Linked DNA regions of Mus musculus: region 2 is linked to region 1. Evidence: chromatin contacts called from public HiChIP or PLAC-seq data. All regions are on one chromosome and are shown on one strand. The core of a region is the stretch at or near the end of the contact, and the rest is flanking DNA. Distances in the headings are between cores, read along the strand shown. Region 1 overlaps Spsb4 (splA/ryanodine receptor domain and SOCS box containing 4). Region 2 holds the start of Spsb4 (splA/ryanodine receptor domain and SOCS box containing 4).

Evidence for each region. HiChIP or PLAC-seq counts read pairs in DNA pulled down with a chosen protein or histone mark.
Region 2: an H3K27ac HiChIP or PLAC-seq map of VIP interneurons shows a contact between it and region 1, with 2.8 times the contacts expected there. The contact joins the promoter of Spsb4 here to the enhancer-like site in region 1. A contact is called at or near these places in 6 of 39 promoter capture datasets (3T3-L1-derived adipocytes, the SN4741 cell line, embryonic stem cells and 3 more), 19 of 484 Hi-C or Micro-C datasets (the Patski cell line, Sertoli cells, cardiomyocytes and 11 more), 21 of 115 datasets of contacts at active chromatin or transcription factors (VIP interneurons, bone marrow-derived macrophages, cardiomyocytes and 14 more) and 4 of 9 other capture datasets (adipose tissue, embryonic stem cells, liver and 1 more).

The regions. Positions count from the first base shown.
Region 1 is chr9:96,942,264-96,947,198 of GRCm38.p6, forward strand. It overlaps Spsb4 (splA/ryanodine receptor domain and SOCS box containing 4), which reads right to left. Exons shown (of 3, transcript NM_145134.3): 3 at 1,219-2,441. The coding sequence ends at 2,314. Among named protein-coding and RNA genes, the nearest start is that of Gm51657, 48 kb to the left of the region's middle. Within about 2 kb of position 2,513, at least 22 of the 459 cell types and tissues checked have an H3K27ac peak or open chromatin away from gene starts, as enhancers often do. A contact at or near this core is called in VIP interneurons and trophoblast stem cells, where this site is marked.
Region 2 is chr9:97,014,881-97,020,432 of GRCm38.p6, forward strand. It overlaps Spsb4 (splA/ryanodine receptor domain and SOCS box containing 4), which reads right to left and starts at 3,475. Exons shown (of 3, transcript NM_145134.3): 1 at 3,314-3,475. It overlaps Gm16010 (a long non-coding RNA gene), which reads left to right. Exons shown (of 3, transcript XR_871043.3): 1 at 1-1,461; 2 at 1,747-2,886; 3 at 3,113-5,552.

The sequences.
Region 1 (4,935 bases), core at 1,263-3,762:
CTGTTGTAGGTATAGGCACCGGCCCAGCCCTCCAGAGACCCACAGCCTGCTGGATCCATGAGGCTAAGGGCAGATAGGACCCAATACAAGTGCTCAGAATAGGGTCCTTGGTGCCGGGAGATACATGCTCAGAACTGATAGCTCAGAGCAGGAAGACACTGGTGGGTGGTTATGGGGTGTCTAGATGAAGGCTGATCTCATTAATCATGAGAGGGTGAAGTGAGGGAGGGAAGGCACTGTTAGAATGAGAGAAGCCACGAAGCTTAGGAGCTGAGACAAAAGGGCTTCTTCCAAAATGGAAAGTGGTGCTGAAACTTGGACCCTAGAGGCTGGGAGAGGGACGGTCCTTAGTCAGTCACTGGCTACCTGGTCAAGCTCCTTGTGCCCAGAGGGGAAAGTGACTTACCCAAGGTGACTGTGTATAAACAAGGAAGCCTGAACCCCAACCCAGGCTTCCCGACCAGTGCCCAAGCTTGTGCCTCTCCCGGAAGCTGCTTTTAGCAACCACAACAACTGAACGCTTTGGCAGCTGAGTCAGTCAGTGGCCAGGCAGGTGCTTAGAGCCTGCAGCCTGGAGACGCCATTCCTATCCTGTCTCCAGCCTCAGGGTGGGCAGACAACGTGTGTCTCATATTCGCTCTTCTGATCACAAGAAATTGTCTCTTCCCCTCCCCTCCTCCTCCTGCTGAGTTCCTCAAGGTCTTACAACAAACTGTAAATGTCCCCACCCAGGACAGAGACATCAGTCTGACACTGCCCTAGAGTCTGGTGTGGTGTGGTATATGGGTGGCTGATGCTGCTAAGTGAATCCTGTACTGGTCCTGACATAGTCCCCTTCCTGTCCCTAACTGCTAACCTGCTACCAGCCCCAGCAGAGCTCAGCTTAACTCTGCCTCATTTGCTCTGCAGCAACCAGCACTGCTCCCTGGTGGCCAACTGCATTCAGCCCCAGAGCCAGGTCTTGGGTTTACCCTGACTGACTCTGGTCACCTTGAACATCTAAGGCTTCAGCATCAGGGCTTATAGGAGTCTTTGAAGATCCTGGGGACAGAGTGTCTTCCAGATCGGGTCTCTACATCTCTGTGGTTGGGGTTCGAATGTGGACGTTTGTGTGTGTGTGTGTGTGTGTGTGTGTACAGAGAGGCACTCCCAGGTTTGATGTCTGTGGATCTGGGGACAGACCAGGGAGGATGATGGATAGAGCACTTTACACACAGCTGAAGGACAGAATGACAAACTTTTATTAGAAATGTTCCTTGCTTGTAGGTCACATTCACATTACAGTGTAGGCTGCACTGTCTGGCTCTGTATCCTACTCTGTGATGATTTCCAGTTAAAACTGAGTCTGGGTGGAGGGTATCTTGGAACACACAAAAGATGCCAAATGGTGGCGCTGGCGGCAGCAGCAGCAGCAGCAGCAACATTCTGTGAGAGGATAGGTCTCAGGTCCTGCAGAGACTGTTATACCCACCTTTGCAGTCCCAAGGCCACACCGCGGGGCCCCAGCTGATAAATAAACGGTGCATCACACACATATTGGAAACGAGAAACAAACTGGAAGTCTCCTACAGTGAAAAAATAATTTGCTCAAAGAAAGCTTTGTGACAGCCAGGCTTCACCCTGAATGATGGCTGCCAGAGCCCTGGATACTCAGGGTGTCTCAGACTTGGTGTCACGAGGGCCCCATCTTCCTTAGCACCTTTGGGAGAAAGCCACCTTCACCACACTCCTCTTTCAAAAAAAAAAAATGCAAACACTACTTACAATGATCATACCCAAGAAGAAACTCTGTCCCCAGGGCAAGTCATCAGATTCATGTCCCTGAATAAAGTGGGGAGGGGAATGGCCAAAGAACTTTATCCATGACGGAAGAGGGCAGGAGGGGATGAGGAAACCGGCTCAGAGAGGTAAGGCCAGGTGCTTTTGCCCTGCTGTGGGACCCTGGACTCATCTCTCAAAGTGGTACCAAGTCTTAAAATGGAGGACAGTCTCTCTGCCCTGGCCAGGGGCAGGCGTGGAGGAGACCATCAAGGGCTGGCTTCTGTCATTCATTATTCAGAACCCATTTTCTCTCCACTGGCCAATTTTCCTGGGTCTGTCTGCAGTGGGGAACTAACTGGATGCCGTCTCCTGCCCAATGTTTTATTCATTCTCTTGAGGAAGATAATGGTCTCTACACTCTGGTTCACGAGGTGGCCTCCTGGTCCTGGTCGGTGGCAGCAATGGCAACAGGCATTCCTTTTCCAAGTCACTGATGTGTCCTGACGCTCTGGAGCTGTGTGACCACAGATGACAGCCGATCCTCAGCGCCGCTCACTGGTACTGCAGGTAGTTTTTCAGAGACTGAGGCAGGGGCAGGGAGCCGATGTCACGCAGGCGCTGTCGGCCCAGGGCTGAGCGGATGGATCGCCGGCACAGGTCCATCAGCGGCAGAGGCTCAGCTGCAAAGACAGTGAAGCAAGCGTGAGTGCCCACACCTCCTCACTCCGCCTAGCTTGCCTGCTGCCTACCCTTGCCCCTGAGCTGGCTCAGTGCTCCCTGCTACTGAAGAGCCATCCCTGCTTGCAGTAAGAGGCACTCAGCAATGATTATGAAAGGCAGCTGCAGCTGCTCAGACTATAACGTTTAGAACAACCGCTAAATAGTGGTATTTAAAGATGAATAGTGGAAACAAAGTTATCCACTGCCAGGGTAAGTTCTGATGTAGAATGTGTGGCTCAAAACGTTTAGGATGATTTATCTCAGGGTACTCAGGAGGCTGAGGCGGAAGGATCATTTGAGCCCAGAAGTTCAATACCAGCCTGGGCAACACAGCCAGATCCCGTCTCAAAACAAGCAAGCAGACAGGTTAGATTCCACCAGGCTATTGAGATTCTTTCAAACCCACACGCTTTCCCTCCAGTGTTTATGATGGGCAATGGAAGGACACATTTTCTTACAGCACTCAAGTTCTGGGGGACGGGGGAAGGGAGGTAAGTTAAAATCCACCAGGGACCTGGAAGGTGGCTCGAGGGATAAAAGTGCTCCCCACACAAGCCTGATAACCTGACAGTGAGCACCAGAAGCCACTTAAAAAATCCAGATGCAGCTGCGGGCATCTGTAAGCCCAGCACACCAGTGTAGAGATGGAAAACAGATGAGACTCTGACTCAACATGGTAGGAGCGAACCCATTCCCCAAAGTGGCCCTCTGACCTCCATACGCCCACTGTGGTGCGCTGGCACCTCTCGATACAGGACAGTTTACTGAGTTACACCAGCTCACTGCAGATACACATATTAATTCTTTCCTCTTTCATTTCCTGTGGTAATCCTAGGGATACAGAGACAACTCAGCCAGGGCCAGAGCCAGCCCTGGAGGTGAGCTTGTGGTCTGGGATTTCCTTATGACCTAAGATTTTTAAGTGAATGAATGGTTTTGTTTTTGTTTTTAATTTTGCATGCATGGTGCTCTGCTTGCATGTATATCTGTGTATCATTTGTTAGCCTTGTGCCCAAAGAGGCCAGAAGAGGGTGTCGGATCCCCTGAAACAGAAGTTACATACAGGTGGTTAGGAGCCACCATGTTGGTTCTGGGAGTTGAACCCCTAGTCCTTTGGAAGAGCAGCCTCTTAGCCTCTGAGCCATCTCTCCAGCCCCAGCAAGTGAATTATTTTAAAAGTGTTAATATAGGAAAGAATTCTGAGCGCAAAGGGACAGAAACTAGGCAGCTTCCTGAAAGCTTCGAGGAGAGAAACCTGAATAGGGTTTTGAAGTATGGGTAGGAGTGTTATAGGCACACTGAGGCTGGGCAGTGTTACAAGTAGAGAAAACAGACAGGGATCAGGGATCAGGGAGACAGGGAAGCTGAGGGCAGGGACAGGGCTGGTAGCTGAAACAGACCAGTGGAGAAAGAAGATGACAGTGGTCCTATTCACCTGTGACTGACATATGGCCTCGATGTTTTGCGCTACAGCTAAGCATCCTTTCTTTTCTTTTCTTTTCTTTTCTTTTCTTTTCTTTTCTTTTCTTTTCTTTTCTTTCTTTTTTTTTTATTTTTCAAGACAGGGTTTCTCTGTATAATCCTGGATGTCCTGGAACTCACTCTGTAGATCAGATTGGCCTCGAACTCAGAAATCCACCTGCCTCTGCCTTCCCAAGTGCTGGGATTAAAGGCGTGTGCCACCACTGCCTGGTTCTAAGCATTCTTTTGGCAACAGAGTACGTAGGATTGTGGTCAAATTATAAGGAGCAAACACAAATGGTCCGCTGTGTGGGAATGGTATCAGGAGGGAGGGGCGAGCAATGGCAGCTGGGGTTCGAGGGAACTTCTTCGAGAGGTGCAGTTCTAATGGGCCACCACCGGAATCCAAGTGGGACTCTCATGAGGGCCAGATAATACATCCAAGGCCACATCTTGCTGTCCTTTGCTGAGGCCAGACCGCAGGCTAGTAGCTTCACTTTCTCCTCTTATCTTTTGATTCTCATACAAAAGGAGGCTACCCAGGGAATGCCAGCCGTGTATCCCAACCTGCCCTGCCCGGCGCGCGCGCACACACACACACACACACACACACACACACACACACACACACACACACGTTCTTTTGGGGGGCTCAATTCATGCAAATGCATGTATCAAAAACTCATAACAACCCCCGGGGCCAATAAATATCATTATCATCTCTATTTTAAGGAGGAAAAGTCTGAAAGAGAGTACACAAGCCATCTACCTAAGGATGCACAGCTGGTAAGTAGAAAAACCAGGACTCAAACCCCTGGAACCAGAAGTGGGAATTTATCTTCTATCTCACCCATGTTTACTGAGCTTCTGCTTGGCCTGTTGCAAGGGTGAATGTATCTCACTGAGGTCTTAAAGTGACCATCTGAAGTCAGTGTGACTACTCATTCCTGGCTGAGAGAGAAGGAAGCTGAGGCTTGGAGAAGAGAGACTTGT
Region 2 (5,552 bases), core at 2,225-4,724, 74 kb after region 1:
TAGTCTTTCTCCAACCAGTGACACCAGACTCTCAAGTCAGCTCACCTTCTTCTACCCCAAGCTTCTGTCTGGGACCTGTTCACTTTCACTGCCTACATCTCTCACTCTTGTGTGCCCACCTCGGCATCCTCCCTCCATCTTTCTGCCCCACGATGTCATTCTAAAAGTTTTAGTCCCACTGACGCCTCCTGCATCACGTGCTATTCCTAGAAGCCAATGCCCCACTAATTGCCACCCGTCTTTTAAATCAGTCCTGGACACACTACCTGTCTGCAGCAACATACTTGCCAGAGCCAGGTACTGCAGTCCTAACACTTGGGAGGAGGGTCTGGAAGATTAAGAGTTTGGGGCCAGTCTGAGCTACCCTGTGAGGTCTAGTCCTGCATGGGCTGCAAGGTGAGAGCCATCTCCAAAAAAAAAAGGTTGTTGGACTGAATAATTTGTGTTTTTACCATCAAGGTTTTTGTTTTTGTTTTGTTTTTTCACAATTGAAGTATACATTTGAAACGTGGATTAAGTTCCAAATTCAATGTGCAAAGCAAGATTCCCATGCAATCAACACTCCACAAAGTTTATGACAGCTCAGCTGGGGTCTTTCCCAAAGGATAGGCCTAACTGATGCTTTCTGCAACTTCAGAACCGATGCCTGTTTCTGAGCAGCAGCAGGAAAGAAAGGCAGCCCCCCACATGGAGGGACCATGTTTTATTCAAATGTGCTGCTAGATTCTTAATTTTTTATTATTGATCTTTTTGCCAAGTATGAGTGATCATGTTCACACAAGTTAAGTGCAGACATTAAGTACTTTTTTTTTTTTGAAAAAAAAAAAAATGATTACCAGGAAAGACTTCTAATGGACCTAGCTAGGTCCCTCTAACCTCCTGATTTTCCACATCCAGTTTCTTGTTCTATCTAGGGAGCTCCTGGAGATCTTTTGTTACCGTGCCAACAGAGGAGGGCCCTTTCAGGAGCACCGATGTGTGGCGGCGAGCCAGCTGAGCCAGCCGGCTTAGAAAAAAATTAACTGGAGCATGGGGGTGTTGACTGGGTCTTTCTCTCAAAGGGCAAAGACCTTGCCTCAGGCCTGAGCCTTAGCCACATCCTGGGACATGCTTCCATGACAAGGTTCCGATCCTGTGACCAACTTGGGGTAGGAATGGAAGTCAGGAAAGGAATAAGCCCTGGAGTGTTGGAGCAAAACCAAGATCTTAGGCCAGGGTTTCAGGGGTGGGGAAGGGGGAAGTGACAGAAAAGAAGGTGGGGTCAGTGAAAGCCAGGCCTAGAGGGCAGGCCCAGTCTTCACTCCTAGTAGTCTCGAGGAAGTTCTAGCTTTAGAAAGGAATTTGGACTATTTACATTTTTGAGGATAAATCCTTCTTGCTAGTGAATGGCCATTACTATTTGCCAATCTGATATCTGAAAAACTGAATCTTCTGGCTTTAGCACACGTTTTTCTTATTGAGGTAAGGCGCATATGTGTTATTTCTGTTTCACTCTCTCTGGGTAAATTGTCTGTAGTCTTTGTCCTTTGGGGCTCTTCCTTGTCTTGATTCTTTATACATTTTAAGCTGAGGCTAGAGCTTAGGGGTGGAGTGCTTATCTTGTATGCACAGAGCCCTAGGTTCCACTCCCAGCACACAGACACCCCAAATCGGTTCCCAATTGGAAGCTACGAAGCCACTGCAGTAAGTAGCATTTCTTTCCCAGCTCTGCCGTGACTTTTGACTTCTTCTGGTTTTTCCTTGCAGATTTTATTTCTATGTCACTGAATATCCTTAAAGTCGAAGAGAAATGAAAACTGAAGAGATATTTGCATGGCATAGCTGGTGAATCTAATTTTGTTCGCAGCTTGCCAGAAGTGGCTTAAATTCTTTTTACCGTCCTTGCTGTGGAAATCTGAAACATGGATTCAGGGTGTGTGTCTCAAAAACTGTGGCCGTCTGTAAAGGATGTCTATACCACACTTTTGACATTTTGTTGTTCTGCATAGAGGGTTTATCGGGCAGCCCAAAACCAATTGGGAGAGCGAGTGGAGCAGCGAGGTTGAAAGATCCTCCATCACCCTGAGCAATAGAAACTGCAGGCTTTAGTTGAAAGACAGAGGTGCCAAAGTGAGGAAACAGACAGGAAGCCTCAGGGGTTAGTCGCTTTCCACAGGGCACAGTGGGAAGTGAACTTTCCCCTTATCTCTTCTAAATCTAGATAGGCTCAACAACTGTTAGGGGCAGATGAATGGAAGGATAAGAGATGTTCACACCAATTCCTGGAGTAGGGAGGGAGAGGAACCAGGAGAAGGGGAAGAAAGGGGGAGGGGAGGAGGGCGAGGGGAAGCACAGAGCAGCGGACCTTAGAAGAATCGCTCAAGGTCACACCGCGGGATGGAGCTGAAAGCCGAATTCAAATCCAAGCCCGGGACTGCAGGACTGAAAGTTCTAGATAGAGCCACACAAACGTGCTCTCTTCTCTCTTCTTGACTCAGCAGCTCTCGCTTGGCCACGGGGCGGTGGGAATCACACTTCCTGGGCCTTTCTAGCCGGGAGTTTGGGGTCCCTTGTTTTTCCTGGACTTATTTGCCGCACTCCGGGCTTTGGCTTCCTCCTCCCTGCTTCCCAGAGCAGAATCCGGAGCCACCTATTCTCTCCAAGTTTGTCTCGCAGCCAGGCTGGGAACCGTGCGCGAGCGACTCCCGGACCCGGCAATCAGTCTTCCCTGCCCCAGCGTCGGAGACGAACAATCACCACCAGCGGCTGCTGAGTGCTAGACGCTTTACTCCCACAGCTCCAAAAGCCACAGACGAGCAGACCCCCAGAAATTAGTCCTCGCCACTCAGATGAGGCAGCTCTGCGAAATTGGATGATGTGCTTGGACTCACAAGGCTAATAACGCTAGTTAGTATCTAAGTGCTTTCTGAATGCCAGACGCGGGTCTCCGCACCACCCCAGCAGTTCCTCCAACACTCTAGTAAAAAAGGGCACACTATCACCCCCATCTTATGGATGAGGAAACCGTGGTTGTGGCACCTGGCCCAAGGTCACCCCAGAGAGTGACGGATATACGACCGGAACATAGTCGGTTGAGTCTGGGTTCAATTTGTGTGTGTTGTCTCCACTACAGGGAGAGCAGCGGTTTCAAACCTACAGTACCAGAGGCTGACCTCAACGCAACGCCCGAGGCTGGGCGCAAACCAACCAGTTCGGAATGCCATAATTCACAGAGACATTCCCACGGACCGGAACCAGAGAGTCCCCCAAGAGCACCGAGTGTGACCGGTACTGGCGGACGATCACCCCTTAGCAGGAGCTGGAGAACACTTACCATAAAAGAGAGGGCGAGCGCCTGCCTGGGAGGAATCCCCAGCGCTGGCAGGTCCGGGACTCCCGGGAGAGAGGTCTGCTGCCACTGCCGCCCACGCAGGGGCGCCCGAGCGACCCCGCGGATGCTGGCTGCTGCTTCTCAACCAGCGGCGCGTCCTCTCGACTTGTATCCGGCGGCAGCGCCCTCTCGCTCCGCAGGGTGCCCTGGAGTTAGGGACGTTCTTGGAGAAGTTGACGCTCGGGAGAGGCCGCCGAGGTCCGGTCCCGAGTAGTGAAGTGCCCCACTGCGCTGATCTCAGCGAGATGCGGAAGCCCTTGCCCTGATGGCCCTAAAGCTTGGCGCCTGACCTGGAGAGCGACGAGTCCCGCGCTCAGGGCACACGGGCCGCACCTCGGCCGCCCGTCCCCGGAGCACCGGGTTTCTTCCCTAGAGCACTGAGCACACGCCGCGAGGGCTGCAGTGGTGGCCAGGGCCCGGGCAGCTGTGCGCTCATTGCCTTCCCCAGGGGCTGAGCGCCTTTGTGCGCCGGGCGCGCCGACCGCCAGGGCCAGCTCTGGATGCTGCAGCCGCCGCCTCCCCCTCCTCCTCCACGGCCGCTCGCTCCCCGCCTTCCCGGCCGGCCCGGAGGCTGCAGCTGAAAGCCGATCCGGCTGAGCTCATCCCTGAAGGCCACTAATCCAATAGCCGCGGAAGGCGCGGCCGCCGGGAACGCCCCTTCCCCCACCATCCCGCGCCCCGGCCGTCCCAGCTCGGGCCGCTGCCGGCTCTGCCACCTTCTGGAGGCCACCAGCTGGCGGGAAAGGGAAGTGGAACCCTCGCCCGCGCCCCTGGGCCGAAGTGGCGCGGACGCCATTCACTCATCTGCGGACTGGCTAGCCTAGACACTCGCTCACACACGCGCTCATTCATGCGCATGGGTCCTCCCCCATTCATTCAAGCGTGCCTAGAGAGCCACGGTGGGTGTCCCTAGGGGCGGGGATGAAGAGAGGAGACATCACGGTCGCCAGATAGCTTTGGAGCCTGTATTGAAGGCCTGCGGGAAACAACGACTGGGAAAGAGAATGCTTTAATATACCCCCTTGCCTTAGGCACACACATGTCCACACTTTATTTCTGAGGCCAGACTCCAACTCATCTTTCAGAATCCAATTTCACGCAGCACCTGCTCCATGGTGCTTTTCCCCTGACCACCTGAGGCCCGAGAGAAGGATCATCGATCAGAGGGCTACCGAGAGCGCTGAAGGATGGCGGCTCCCTCGGTAACCAGAGCGCAGAGATAAGAGGGCGTGGCCAGAGCGAGGGATGCTCTGTACCTCCAAGTTGGCTTCCTTCCAGGCCAGGGCATCCTGCTTTCCATGCCAGAGTTGACATTAGGTCCATTCCATAGTCTTAACTGACCTCACCCCTCAGAAAGTGTCCTTTTTTTTCCCCCCATGTACACAGAAGATAAGCACCTGTAATTCAGCCCTGTGAGGGAAATGTGTTGACCAAGGCTCCAGGGTACCTCTCCCAGACTGGGGAGGGCAATTTGAGAATGTTTCCTTGTGGAAGTGTCTGCATGAATGAGCTGCTAGATGCAGAGACATCATAGTCTCATGGTAGGTACCTGTAACAGCCTGTGGTATGACTGGAGCCAAAACAGGAGGTAAGATGAAACGAGAGTAGGTACTTAGGGTCTTGGAGAGCATCCAAAGGGCTTGGCTTTTCCCCAAGATCAGTTTGGCAGGCCTCTTGACCTTCACAGATTTGCTGTCCAGAAAGATAATCCAGTGGCAGGATGGATAGATGGATGAATAGCACTGGCCAGCTTGGAAGCTGCTTCAGAGATCCAGGCAGTCAATGATGCTTTGTCGATTAGGACAGCTCAGTGGTGTGGCAGAGGGGTATTCTGAGCAAGTATTTGTGGCGCTCTTGGTTTTATTTGGGCTGCTTCATCTATATCTGCATGTCTGTCTCTCCGTACCTGTGTGTCTCTGCTCTTGGGACTGCACAGAAGAGCTGCTGAAGGGAATGTGACCCATGCACACATTTCCTTGTCCCCCCGAGTCCCCTCCCTCCCCAGGACATTTCTGGAGTACGTGCTCTGACCACGGCTGTGGTGCTAACAGAGCTGGACATCGTGAAATGAGAACCGAGGAAAACTCAGCAAACAGGAACTTAAGCAAGACTTTTCAAGGACTGGAGAGATGACTCAGACGGTTAAACCAGGCAGTGGGTGGTGCACGCCTTTAACCCCAGC